2 separate regions of the Zea mays genome follow, and region 2 is linked to region 1. Evidence: chromatin contacts called from public Hi-C data. All regions are on one chromosome and are shown on one strand. Each heading gives the region's core, a stretch centred on a gene start, on an enhancer-like site or on the middle of the called end of the contact. The rest is flanking DNA. Distances are from core to core; before and after follow the strand shown. Region 1 holds the start of LOC103643978 (BTB/POZ domain-containing protein At5g66560). Region 2 holds the start of LOC100384369 (CwfJ-like family protein).

Region 1 (5,959 bases), core at 2,312-4,811:
AATCCAACCGGATATGCACGGCGCAATCGAGTAGTAGAAACAAGCTGAATGGAAACGGCTTGCTGGCGAGTTACAGACCGCCCTCCCTCCGGCACAGACAAGACAACTCACACGGATCCACGCCCATTTGGGGCGACACGACACGCACAACAAACGAACAAATGGCCATCACACCTCTCACGTCCACGAACGAGAGATGTAAAAACGTGCGAGACCTGAGAGGCTGGTGCTGAGACTTGGAGCGGTAAAAGATCTGGAACTTCTCAGCCATTCTCTTCCCGTGCTGATCTCTCTGGTCGTGTGTCACTGTGAATCGCGATCGCGTGAGAAATCCCATGTCTGGACCGAGAGCGCCGGACGGAGAGGACGGCCGCACTGCACGAGCGGTGGCTACGGGCTCATCCCCATCCTGGACGCCCTGGACGCCACCACGTTGCGCGCGTGCGAGTCGCACACCTGCGTGCTGAATTTGCACCCGTGCCGCGCCCTCCACCCGCCCGCCGCGGGCCTGGACCCGTCCGCGCTGCGGCCGCCGGGGGACCGGCTGCCGCTGCCGCTGCCGCCGCGCCCGTCGATCTTCTTGATGGCCCTGCGCATGCTGGAGCACTCGCGCTCCAGATCCTGCACCCGGCTCGCCATGCTGTCCATGTCCAGCCGCAGCACCTGGCTGTCCTGCGCCAGCGCCGTCGCGCCTCGCCACGCCGCAGCCTCGCGCGGAGCGGCGCCGGCGGAGGGCGCCAGGAGCGTGCCCGCGATGGCGCGCCGGAGCTGCAGCTGCTCGAAGAAGAGCACCTGCAGGACCGCCCGCAGCGGGAGCCGCTCGTTCTGCGCCGCGTGCGTGCACGCCTCCACCGTCAGCTTCCGGCAGTCCACCACGCCCACCACCCGGTCCCGCTCCTCCGCTGTCAGCCGCGGGTGCGCCTGCAAATTTTAGTAGCCAGTCGGTGGGTGGCCAAAAGAGACGGAGGTCTTTGGGCGTGAGCGTGACAGCTCGAAAGGAGACATATTTTCTTTGTCCTTTTAGCGTGGACGACATGTTCCGTGGTGATCTGGCACGTACCTTGAGGTAGATGTCGACGGCGCGGTAGACGCCATCGTCGTAGATACGGGCATGGTCGGGCAACGAAAGCGCGAGGTCGCAGAACTTGGCGGGCTTGAGGTTGGCGTCTGACGCGACCTCGGCGAGGTAATTGTCCACCAGCTTGCCCACCTGCACCATGACCACGGCGGACGGCCGCGCCACGGCCACCGCTTCCTCCTCCTCGATCGCGGCCGAAGACGACGCCTCCCCGCCGAGCTCCTCCTCCGCGAGGAAATACCTGACGATCCGCTGGACGCAGTCCACGTCGTAGAGCGTCTCCGCGGTGCCGGAGTAGCTCGGGATGAGCACGTCCTCCAGCGCGGCCTGCTGCAGCTGCGTGGCGGCCTTCCGCTCGAGCGCCGCGCGCGCGGCGTCCGACGCGCGCAAGATGTGCGCCGTCCGCAGCAGCGCGAAGAGGAACTTGGCGGTGACGACGCGCCCCGAGCACTTGTCCGCGGGGAGGCTGGCGACCACCGCCTCGAGGAGCTCCTTCTGCTCCACCTCGGAGGACACGGGCGCGGACGCGAGGCGGCGCCGCATGGACCTCGACAGCCCCGGGATGGTGCCCCTGGCGTAGGACACGAGGCAGCTCTCCCTGGCCTCCGCCCTGACGTCGCCGCGCGCGGCCATGGCCGCCATCACCCGCTTGTACATGCGCAGGCCGAGCACGGCCAGGTCGTCGAACCAGGACCGCGACGCGGACGACGAGCGCGCGGCGATGGCCTCCACGCAGCGGGACACAATGCCGAGGTCCTCGGCGAGCGGCAGCAGCTCCTCGCAGGACTTGAGCGCCTTGGTGGCGTCGCCGGGGTGCCGCAGCACGGCCTGGTCCAGGTACGCCTCCGCGCGCGCCGCGAGGTTGTCCTCGGCGTGGTCCTCCGTCATCTCCAGGTACTCGGCCGCGCACCGCAGCGGCGCGACGTTCCAGGGGGTGAGGTCCACGCGGACGCCGTAGCAGAACTTGGCGGCCGCCTCGAACGTGCCCGGCCCGCCCGGGAAGTCGGGGAACGCAATGCAGTACGGCTGCCCGTCGCCCTCCCCCTCCGTCCTAACCTGCTGCTGCTCAGGCTCGGCTTCTTCCTCCTCGATCTCTGTTTCCGCAGCACCGTCATCGTCTCCGTCACTGCTCCTCACCTGTCTCCTCCGCTGCCGCCGTCCCCGCGTCGGACGCTGGTCCTCCTGCTCGCTGAGCATGCGGTGGATCTTGAGGCTCTTGGACATGAGCGGGAACTGCGCGGGAAACGCCTCAGCGGAATTTCATCGAGCAAGACGCAGCCCCCGACGACTAGAGCAGCCCAAGAACTCACCTTGTGGAGGTGGAAGGTCATGTCGTGCACCTCGAAGACGACGTCGCTGGGCAGGCCCGTGGTGCAGAACCTGGCGCGAGATACGGAACGCATCGTCAACACGACGGACACGCGAGGGGAAAGCAACGGAATCCTGCATGGAATCGAAACACCGGCCGCAATTCAAATAGTACAGCCAGCGGCGCTCACTACTTAACTCACCATGCCTGGCCCCTCGACGAGCCGTGCCGGACCGACGACGACATGGCCGCTGCCCTGGCCGCTACGCTGAGTCAAGCCACGACTACGATCCGGAAGGAGGAGAGGAAGGATGGCATCTACAACATCAACTTCCCTCGCTCGCTCCGTCGCTCGTAGCCGTATGGATGTATGATTGGGTTGGGGCGGGCCGGTAGGTGTGGCAATTCAGGGCGCCTACCTGGCCAATTAAATTGGCATCAGAATCCCACTTCCCAGGCCAGTGTCAGCAGAAGAGGAAGTTATTGCTGTGGGGATAAACAAGGAAGGACAGGACAGCCGATGTATGGAAAGCTACGTCTCGTTGCTGCTGCTCGTGGTTTGGTTAAAAATCTTTCGGTCATCAACCGGCTGCCGGCTTGCCGCCGCTCATCTACTGCCGTTTTTCTTCTTCTTCTTCGTCTTTCGTGCGTGTTCTCTTGGCTGTGGCTGGGGACCGGCGCGGGCGCGGCGGTGGAGGGGTGGGCGATGAGGTGCGTGCGTGTGACCTAACCACTCCACGTCAAGCAAGCATGAGAGGGAACGCTTGGAAACTTGTTGGGCGGGCGGGTAGACCTCACCTACGCCTGCCTGCCTGCTTGCGTCGGTCTACGGCTATGGATTTGGACAGCCGGGAAAAGGGAATGAAATTATAGCAGCAAAAGGCGGTCTCTTTCTTGCGTCGACAGTCGACACCCAACAGCAAAACCTTTGTGAAAAAGATATGTGGATTGGATGCCCTCGGAAACAATTTCAGGCGGCGAACCGCGTAGTACGGCGCAGCCGAGAAATGAACAATCGATCTGCACTACTGCGCTCCATGTTTTGGTTTCAGTTCCCTACTAGTATACTTTTTTTTGTGTGTGTGTGTATGAATGTTGTTGGGTTGCCACTGCCGCCTGTCGAGTACTCTTAACTGTAAAGCAAACTGGTACTAATAATAATACAGTAATGTTTCGAGCAGTACGCGCTACGCCATGTACGTAGATTTGTTTTTTTTAACCAGAATTCTTGCTCCTTTTTTTTCCCTTTATTCTTTGGCGCTGCTTTTAGGTGTGCGCTTTGCCGCTGGCCATTTCGTTTTCGCACCGTTCCCTTTTCTCTCTCCCCTTTCCCGCGGTCGTTTTCCTTTTCCAGGCAGCCCGACGCGGCCGGCCACGAGCGACACGGGTGCGCCAGGATAAACAGAGCTAACGATTAAACGAACGACGACCACCAACTCACACTTACTGACAAATGACAATTCATATACTTGCACCCTGGTGCAGAGTGAAACCATTCCCTTTTCCCGCCGGCTAAATACTAACTGAGTAGCTGTGCAAGTGAATTTTCGCATCAGTTCATATAAATTTACTAAAAAAATTCGAATACATGTCCAAGTCGTACAGATCATGGCCCAGGAGAAGCCAGCCAGAGCTGGTTTGGTAAAAGGGAATGTGATCATATATATGAAAATATACATATAAATCTGTGAACAGTTTTGACAACTATAATGAAAATAAAAATTACTGAGCATATAAACTGGAATAAACATATGTGGAATCAAGTGTCATAAACTGGCGTAAGATTATTGAGCTGACATTACTGATCCGAATCAAGTGTCATAAATCAGCTTGCAAACTGACATAAATGTATGTGGAATTTATCATAAGCAATTAACAGATATGGATACATGTACATCTACTTAGCATACATGTATGTGCAAATATGCATAACACTGCTTTGTGTAATGCATAAACTAGTCAGACTGTGAAGCATGACTGTATGAAATCTGTGAACAGTTTCGACAACTATAATGAAAATAGAAATTACTGAGCTGACATGTTCAGATGGAGTCTGATCAAAGCATGGACGACTGTCGGGGAGATCTGTTTCTGCCGCTTGTTGGACGCCGCCAGTAGACTAACAATTATGGTATAAATGGATTAGAAGTTTAGTAAACTACTAATAATAATATAGAAAAAACAACGAGGCGGTGTACTCATACCTTTATTTGCGGCGTCGCATCAAATATCGGTCGGAAGATTCCGTATGTGGTGTTGCTTTAGGAGTGACGTTTGTGTTGGTCGGCATGTTCTGGCCACCGTCACCATGTTTACCCTGAAAAAATTGTAATGGTTATATGCTATTTAAAGAAAACGATGAATACAACCCTTCAATGAAAAATACAAGTAATAAGAAAAACATTATCACTGGGGTTGTAGGTGTTTTGTTCTGTTTCGTTATATTTGTATGAACCAGTGGATCAATATCAGCTTCACCGGGGCAACTTTCTAATAGTACACGAATATGTTGTTGCCTTAACAGTAATTCATGTACCTGTGTGTCTGTAAACTGCGTATCCTGCTGGGATGCTGGCGTAGACATATCAGGTACAATTGGGGGGGGGGGGGCGGACACGTACATCCTTTTTATGTATCATGTAAACAAAAAAACATTGTTTAAAATAATGGCATCAAAACGATATCGACAAATGATTGCATAACTTTTTTATATTGACGTAAAGACCATAAAACTGACTAACCTGCCGTATGGGGAAGAATATCATCTGATTTTGTAGTTGTTTTCTGCACATCATAACCATCTTCATTGTCCCTCGACTCAGCGCGGAGGACCTCATCAATTAACTCGCCAAAAACGTAAGTTAGATTGTATTGTTTCTCAACAATCTGCTGAAGAGTCTGTTTAATAACTAAACACGCCTTACCAACCTTCGTATCAAAATGTGACAACTTCTCTATGAAACACAGGCGGTGGCGGGATGGAAGCTGATTCAGCTTGCTTGATATCAAATCCCTGATGAGCGGGAGTTCGATGTGAATTGTGTGTTGTCCAGGTGGGTCAGGACGAGGTACATCAAAAGTGTTTGTCCTGGTCTTATGCTGTTGTAAATTGAAAAATATTAAGTAAATATATAGCGTATCACTGAATATTATGTTGAAATTCTATGACAAAAAGTATATAAATAGAATCTTGCCTTAAATTGTGCTTCAACAGGTGGTACAGCTGTGTAGCAGGTCTCTGTGGTGCTTCAGAACTAAAAAAAGGCGTGAAAGATGGAGTAAAACTTATACACACATATTAAATTGATAAATGTGATTCATATGTTTAATGTACAATGCACAAAAAGCATCATAAATATGCTTACAAACTGGCATAAAGGTATGTGAAAGTTATCATATGCATATAAAAAATGATAGACACATAAAAAAATACCGAACAATGTCCAAATGGTTCTTCTCCTTTGCGTATCTTGCCCTTGTCAGCTCTTGTCAGTGCTTGAATAATATTCCTATCAAAATATTTGATGCGTGGTGTTCCACGTTTATTCTGAGGTGCCGCTGAGTCATGAAGA
Region 2 (5,959 bases), core at 2,352-4,851, 290 kb before region 1:
GGGTCCATTCTTCTTCAGCTTCATCAATAGCCTGGAGTAAATGCAAACAATCCCATTACAACTGAAAGCACAAGAGAGCATTCTCAGCTATCAAAGTGGAGTTAGACAGCTGACCTTTTTGAAGTACATTGGGGCATTGCTTGACACTTCACAAGGGACAGGGATGCACTCAATCATGCAGTGTCTCCGTTGTCTGGCCAGGCTTATGACAGTCTCCATAAACAACACATCCTTGTCCTGCTGTGCAAACATCTTCAGCAGACACTTCTTGAAGTTGCGGATCTCCCCCCAAACATTCTGATCAACTGTTCTCGTTCCAGATTCATGCTACAACCATTATCAAAATCATTAATAATGAGAAACTGATTGTCTATTCGTAAATTAAAGGACAGAATGTTTTTTTAAAAGTCTATTCAAAAGCACAAATAAGTAGTAGCTGGTTGGTTCTTAAGAAAGCATAATTTCGTGCAAATGCAACAGGGCCAGAAAAACTGTTACCTGTAATGGGAGAATAATACAGTGCCCAGGAACAACAGGCTCAAACTGTGGCAGCATCAAGTAGCTGAAGTTTCCAATAGCAACAACCAGATGTTTTGGCCTGGATGGGTTCTCAAAGCAATACATACAACGCTCCTTCTGAGTCAACATACGTCTATCAGTGCTTTTCCTCTCGTCACGTGCTTCTTTATTCTTTCTTTTGTCCTTTTTAGTGGGAGCATCACCAAAATCATATTCATCTTCTATACTTTTGGACATGTTATACTGCTTGTTGTGCATAATTTTATTAGCCAAATGAAGGTCCGCATCATCTTCTCTTCTCCTGTGATCAGCTGCAGTAGGCTTCAATGTAGGCCTGCAGATGAAAAAAGAACTCTTCAACAGGCAGATAGAGTATTAGGATAGAAGTGCTAAAATAACAATGAAACCAGAACTTCTTTTCCATAGTACTCCAGGAAATCATTTATTCCTACAATACTTCCCCCACAAAATGACAAGTGCATACTTTACTTTGTTTTCAGATATCATTCTTTACCATGGCTGGACATAGTTACCTGATTGAGCTTCTTTCTTTTCCATGACCAGGCTTCTCATGGGCAGTATCCTGATTCTCCAGCAAAGCTTCCATTTCTCTCTGATAAAGTACAACGAGCAGCTCAGCCATAGTGCCAGGCAAATAAAAAATCTCAACCTCTCCCTATTTTTATAGATAACAAAACATTTATCCCAGTTTCCTAAATCATGAGATGTGGGCAAATATATGCTTAGTTCAAATATATGGTGCAATCTGTTAGGAAAATAAAGACCCAGTATGACCAATGCAATCCATATTTTGAACCTTAGTTACGTGCAGTTTTTCAGAATATATGCAAGTTTAGGACTCAGATGATGGTGGAAACACAAAACTAGCATATCTACGATGTTAAATCAAACACATATCTGTTAAGGGTACTCTGCATATTCCCATTATTGCATTATAAAATAAATTGATATCTAATGATTCATAGATTCAGTCAAAAAAGTGACAGCGTTGCCACAAGAAAAATAATTGAAAGACTCACCGAAAGTTGTTCAGCTTCTTGATGCTTGCCTTTCATTCGGAGCTGCAGAATCTTTGCAGCCATCTGGTTTGCATTTAGTTTCTGAGTGCTCACTAATTGTACTTTGTTTGAACTCTCCTTAGGGGTTTTCTGCCCATTGTCCCTCTGCTCATCAGCACTAGCACTAGCAGTGGAAACATTTGTGTTCTTGCTCTCAACATTGCTAATCTTTTCCATAAAGCTTCCATCATCAGAAAACTTATTTAAGCTTGCTACCGCTGATGAGATAAGTGCCTGATCTTCAGAAGATATATTCTGTCTTCTCTTTTTCCATGGGACAGAATCAGGTTTTGGTTTTCTCATGGCATGGTGCTGAGAAGAAACATCCCGTAGATATTCACGTCTGCCACTGCTACCATCCAGCTGACCCTCTGGATTTCTTTTAACACGTTCTTCTGAGTTGTCAGCATTACCAGATTTTCTGCCTCTAATGGCATGCAAATGAGCATGTGAATGGGCAGCTCTTGATGCTGATACTGAAACAGCTAAGTCGCCTAATGAGCTCCATCTCTCTTCAACAACCTATAGAAATTGAATAGTCACAAAATTTAATGAGAAATAAAAAAATGAATTGGTTACTGAGAATAATTGCATACCTCCTCAAGTTTTCTTCCTTCGCGAGCAGCTTGCTCCTTTGCACGCTTCAAAGCTTTAAGTCTCCAGCTGGCACCTCCATCACCCACAACAGAGGATGCAAGCAACTGACTGCCAGCATTTGATGGGGTTGATTCTTCTGGGTATCCGGTTCCATTATCTTTAAGGTATGGGTTAAGTTCCTTTGGGTTCGGTCTCATAATCTATCAACAGTCAAGCAAAAGGCGGATTACTACAGCTTATCGACAAAAACAGTCAGGGCAATCACATGCAAGATGGTGCATTGTCATTACCTCTTCATGTGCAGATTCATCCTTCTCGACATTATCAACCTTACGAACACCGGTGCCCTCAGTTTGGCTGCTGCTTGCTGGCTTGAGCATCCATTCAAGCCCCATCTCCCTCCTGACCACCTCACTTGCCCTAAGCCCATCACCTTCAGTCTCTTCCTCCTCATCCTCGTCATCACGTCTCTGCTTCCCCCTGCGAGAGGCTGTAACAAATGGCAATACCTCATATGATCAGATAAAGATATCCAAGCTTATCAAAATTACAACAGAAGAACAAATGCTGACCAAATTTTGTACTAGTTTATTTACCTCTTCCCCGGTCAGATTCGCCGGATTCGGAATCATCGTCGTCAGAGAAGTTGCGTCGCCGCCTCCTGTCCTTCCCGCGACGCTTGCTCCGACTGACATCATCCTCCTCTTCCTCTCCGATTGAATCGTCGGTGTCTGACCCCAAAGAATCTTCCGACGAGTACCTCTTGCTCCGCCTCCGCTGCCGCCGGCTGCTTCGTCTCTTCTTCTCTTTCTTGTCCCGCCCTCTTTTACTGTGCTTCCACGGCCTCTTGCCGTCGGAGGAGTCGGAATCGGAGCCCTGGTCACCCCTACGCTTCTGATCAGACTGGATCTGGTCTCGCGGAACCAGCTTCACGCCAGACAGCATGTCGTCGAACCGAACCGTGCCTCCGAGGGTTTCGTTGGACTGAGAGAAAGGATCGTAGGAGAAAGAGAGAGAAGGGCAGGCCAGATTCGACCTCCTCAGAGATAGGGTAGGGTCAGACCGTCAGATACAAGAGCGAGGCGGAACGGCTGTAGGCTTGAGACAGCTCCTGAGGCCTGAAGGGGTGTTGCCTGTGAGCCTGTCGGCTGTCGCTGGGACCTGGGCCCTGCGGAAGTGCCGTGCCAAAGTGCCGCTGAGGGGAGCCGGCCGAGGAGCTGCCGCTCCGGGCGGCGCCGCGGCGAGGCGCCGGCGCCTGCAGGCCCGGTCGCCCGGAGACGGCGAGGGGCGAGCAGGAGGAAGCTGCTGGGAGAGGGCGCGAGGCCGAGGCAGAGGAGCGGAGCCGCGGAGGTGGCTGGGCGAGGCGGCGCTGGCCGGAGCACGTAGAAAGCTGGGCGTTGGCGAACTGTCGAACCCTTTACCAACGAGAAATTCCCCGTCGGGTTTTAGCTCCCCATCCCGTCCCCGTGACGAAAAAATTTCCTCGCGGGATCCCACGAACGTTTGCGGGAGACATTTCTTCCCCATCCCCATTACCCACGGAGATAAATCCCCATCGGGATCCCCGTACCCGCTTAAATTATAATTAGATCGTACTTCATTTGTTATTAATATAAAACATTGTCACTTATACACATTGTTAGATGTAAAAATTATTATGTGTATATTAAAATGAATGCATTTGTACAACTATTGATCTCTTGTCAAGATAATTTTTTATTTCTATTATTAACTATTATATAAAAACATCGTCATATGTAAGTTTAACGGGTCCCCGCGGGGAGGAATGCTTCCCCATCCCGTCCCCGTTTACCCGTCGGGGGAGAAATTTTCCCCATTTACATCCCCGTGGGGGAAGAAATTTCCTCATCCCCATCCCCTAAGGGCTTGTTCGGTTAGCTCTCAATCCATGTGGATTGAGTGGTATTGGATGGGTTTGAATCCCAAACAAGTTAAACTCCTTCTTAATTTTTTTTCAATCCCATTCAATCTATGTGTATTGGGAATAACTGAACAAGGCCTAATAGAGGAATTCCCCGCGGGGAATCGGGGATCGGGTCCCCATTGCCATCTCTAGTCGAACCTAGGGCATGTTGTTCAGCTTTTTTCTTTTTCTGACCATCTTTTCTAAAAATATATCTGTGAGGAGAATCTGGCTGTGGGAAGAATCTAAGTATCATTACGATTACGTGTGGAGGAAGATAAAATTATTCATAGGGCTCAGGATCTAGAAAGTGACAGATTCCTACTGTTACAACGACTCAACTGATTATGTGAAAGCTGAGCGTTTGGCAGTCCGCAGCAGCTTTTGATGGCCAGAAGCTGCCAGAAGCCAAAACAAACAGGGCCCTAGAGACGTCAACGGGGGACCGATACCACACAGAGGACATATCTGGTGCACATGGTGCACATATTAAATCATCACAACTCATTTTAGATCTAATATTTCTAGTTGATCATTCAATTTACAAATAACACCTTCCACCACTACACACCACCACGTTGGAGGGTGTCCTCAGCAAAATATACCAAATAACTAGAGACGTTAGATCTAAAATGAGTGGTGATAATTTAATATGTGCACCATGTGCACCAATCTTCTATGTGCATCAGATATGTTCTCTACCAGATAACCTGTGGGGAATTTTCCTATTAGGCCTATTAGAAAAAATTAAGAAGAGGTTTGACTTGTTTAGGATTTAAACACACCTAATCTCACTTAATTCACATGGATTGAAAGCTAACCGAACAAGCCCTTAGAGTATGGTTATAGAATAAAAATTGTCTACATGGGTATAGATATGGGACAAAATATTCACCCATTGAACGAGTATGGGTCTAGGAAGCAATAATCCAAACTCATGGTTATTTCATATGTGTATATCTGTCATGTTTGTATAAACTAGTCAGTTGCCCGTGCGTTGCGACGGCTTACAACAATACCCACGTAAACTATCCATCAAAAAAATTCAAGATTTTTTATTGATTGTCTCCGCTCTCTGTATAATATATTTTTTGATTTGGCTAACTGATGTTATTGTTTACTCCATGCAAATATGTTTTGTTACAACACGACCAATGAAGTGAGCGATTAGAAAAGAGTTCATAACGATTGACTGAATGAACAGAGATTATAAAATGACATAATTCCATCATACATAGACCAAATAAGAGAAAGTTTGTGAGATCAAGTTTCTAAAATAAGTCCCATGAAGTCAAACTTATAAAAAAGATAGATCAAAATATGGAGTGATTGCTAAAGTCAGGCATCAATAAAAATTGGATGTGCTCCATATAAATTATGCTACTTCGTAGCAATTACTAACGTTTAGAACCAATAAATAACCTTTCATTTTGCTGTTAGTGTGACAAATCATTGCTGCTCCATCCAATTCAGCAACGTCAAACACCATGTAGTCCATTGCGCAAATTTGGTCTCAGAAACGACCTAATGCTTGCAAGAACCAAGAACGTCGTGCCGTGCTTGGGCTGTAGCCTCGGCCCGTAGTGCTGGCCCGGCTCGACACGATTATTTTTTTTTACAAAAAAACGTATATACCTATATACAATTTATATTCAATATTAAAAACATCTTAACATGATGTTCTACTGGTTAGACAATTCCACCCAGTGTCTTCCGCCCTTCTTTCATTAGGGCATGGGTTCGAATCCCACCTCTTGCACCGTTTTTTAACAACGCATGACGACCGTTGAAACTGGTGCTTTAAGTATAGTATAGATGAGTTGAAATTGAGCTGGTCACC

The links. A called contact is a pair of places that touch in the nucleus more often than the background predicts.
Region 2: a Hi-C map of ear shows a contact between it and region 1, with 4 times the contacts expected there. The contact joins the promoter of LOC100384369 here to the promoter of LOC103643978 in region 1. A contact is called at or near these places in 3 of 25 Hi-C or Micro-C datasets (ear, leaf and tassel).

Annotation. Positions count from the first base shown.
Region 1 is chr1:281,041,897-281,047,855 of Zm-B73-REFERENCE-NAM-5.0, reverse strand. It overlaps LOC103643978 (BTB/POZ domain-containing protein At5g66560), which reads right to left and starts at 3,561. Exons shown (of 4, transcript XM_008667153.4): 1 at 2,590-3,561; 2 at 2,389-2,458; 3 at 1,061-2,311; 4 at 1-921. The coding sequence starts at 2,633. The coding sequence ends at 391.
Region 2 is chr1:281,330,852-281,336,810 of Zm-B73-REFERENCE-NAM-5.0, reverse strand. LOC100384369 (CwfJ-like family protein) reads right to left here and starts at 3,601. Exons shown (of 8, transcript NM_001357634.1): 1 at 2,792-3,601; 2 at 2,486-2,685; 3 at 2,195-2,395; 4 at 1,560-2,120; 5 at 1,053-1,132; 6 at 499-853; 7 at 115-327; 8 at 1-31. The coding sequence starts at 3,140.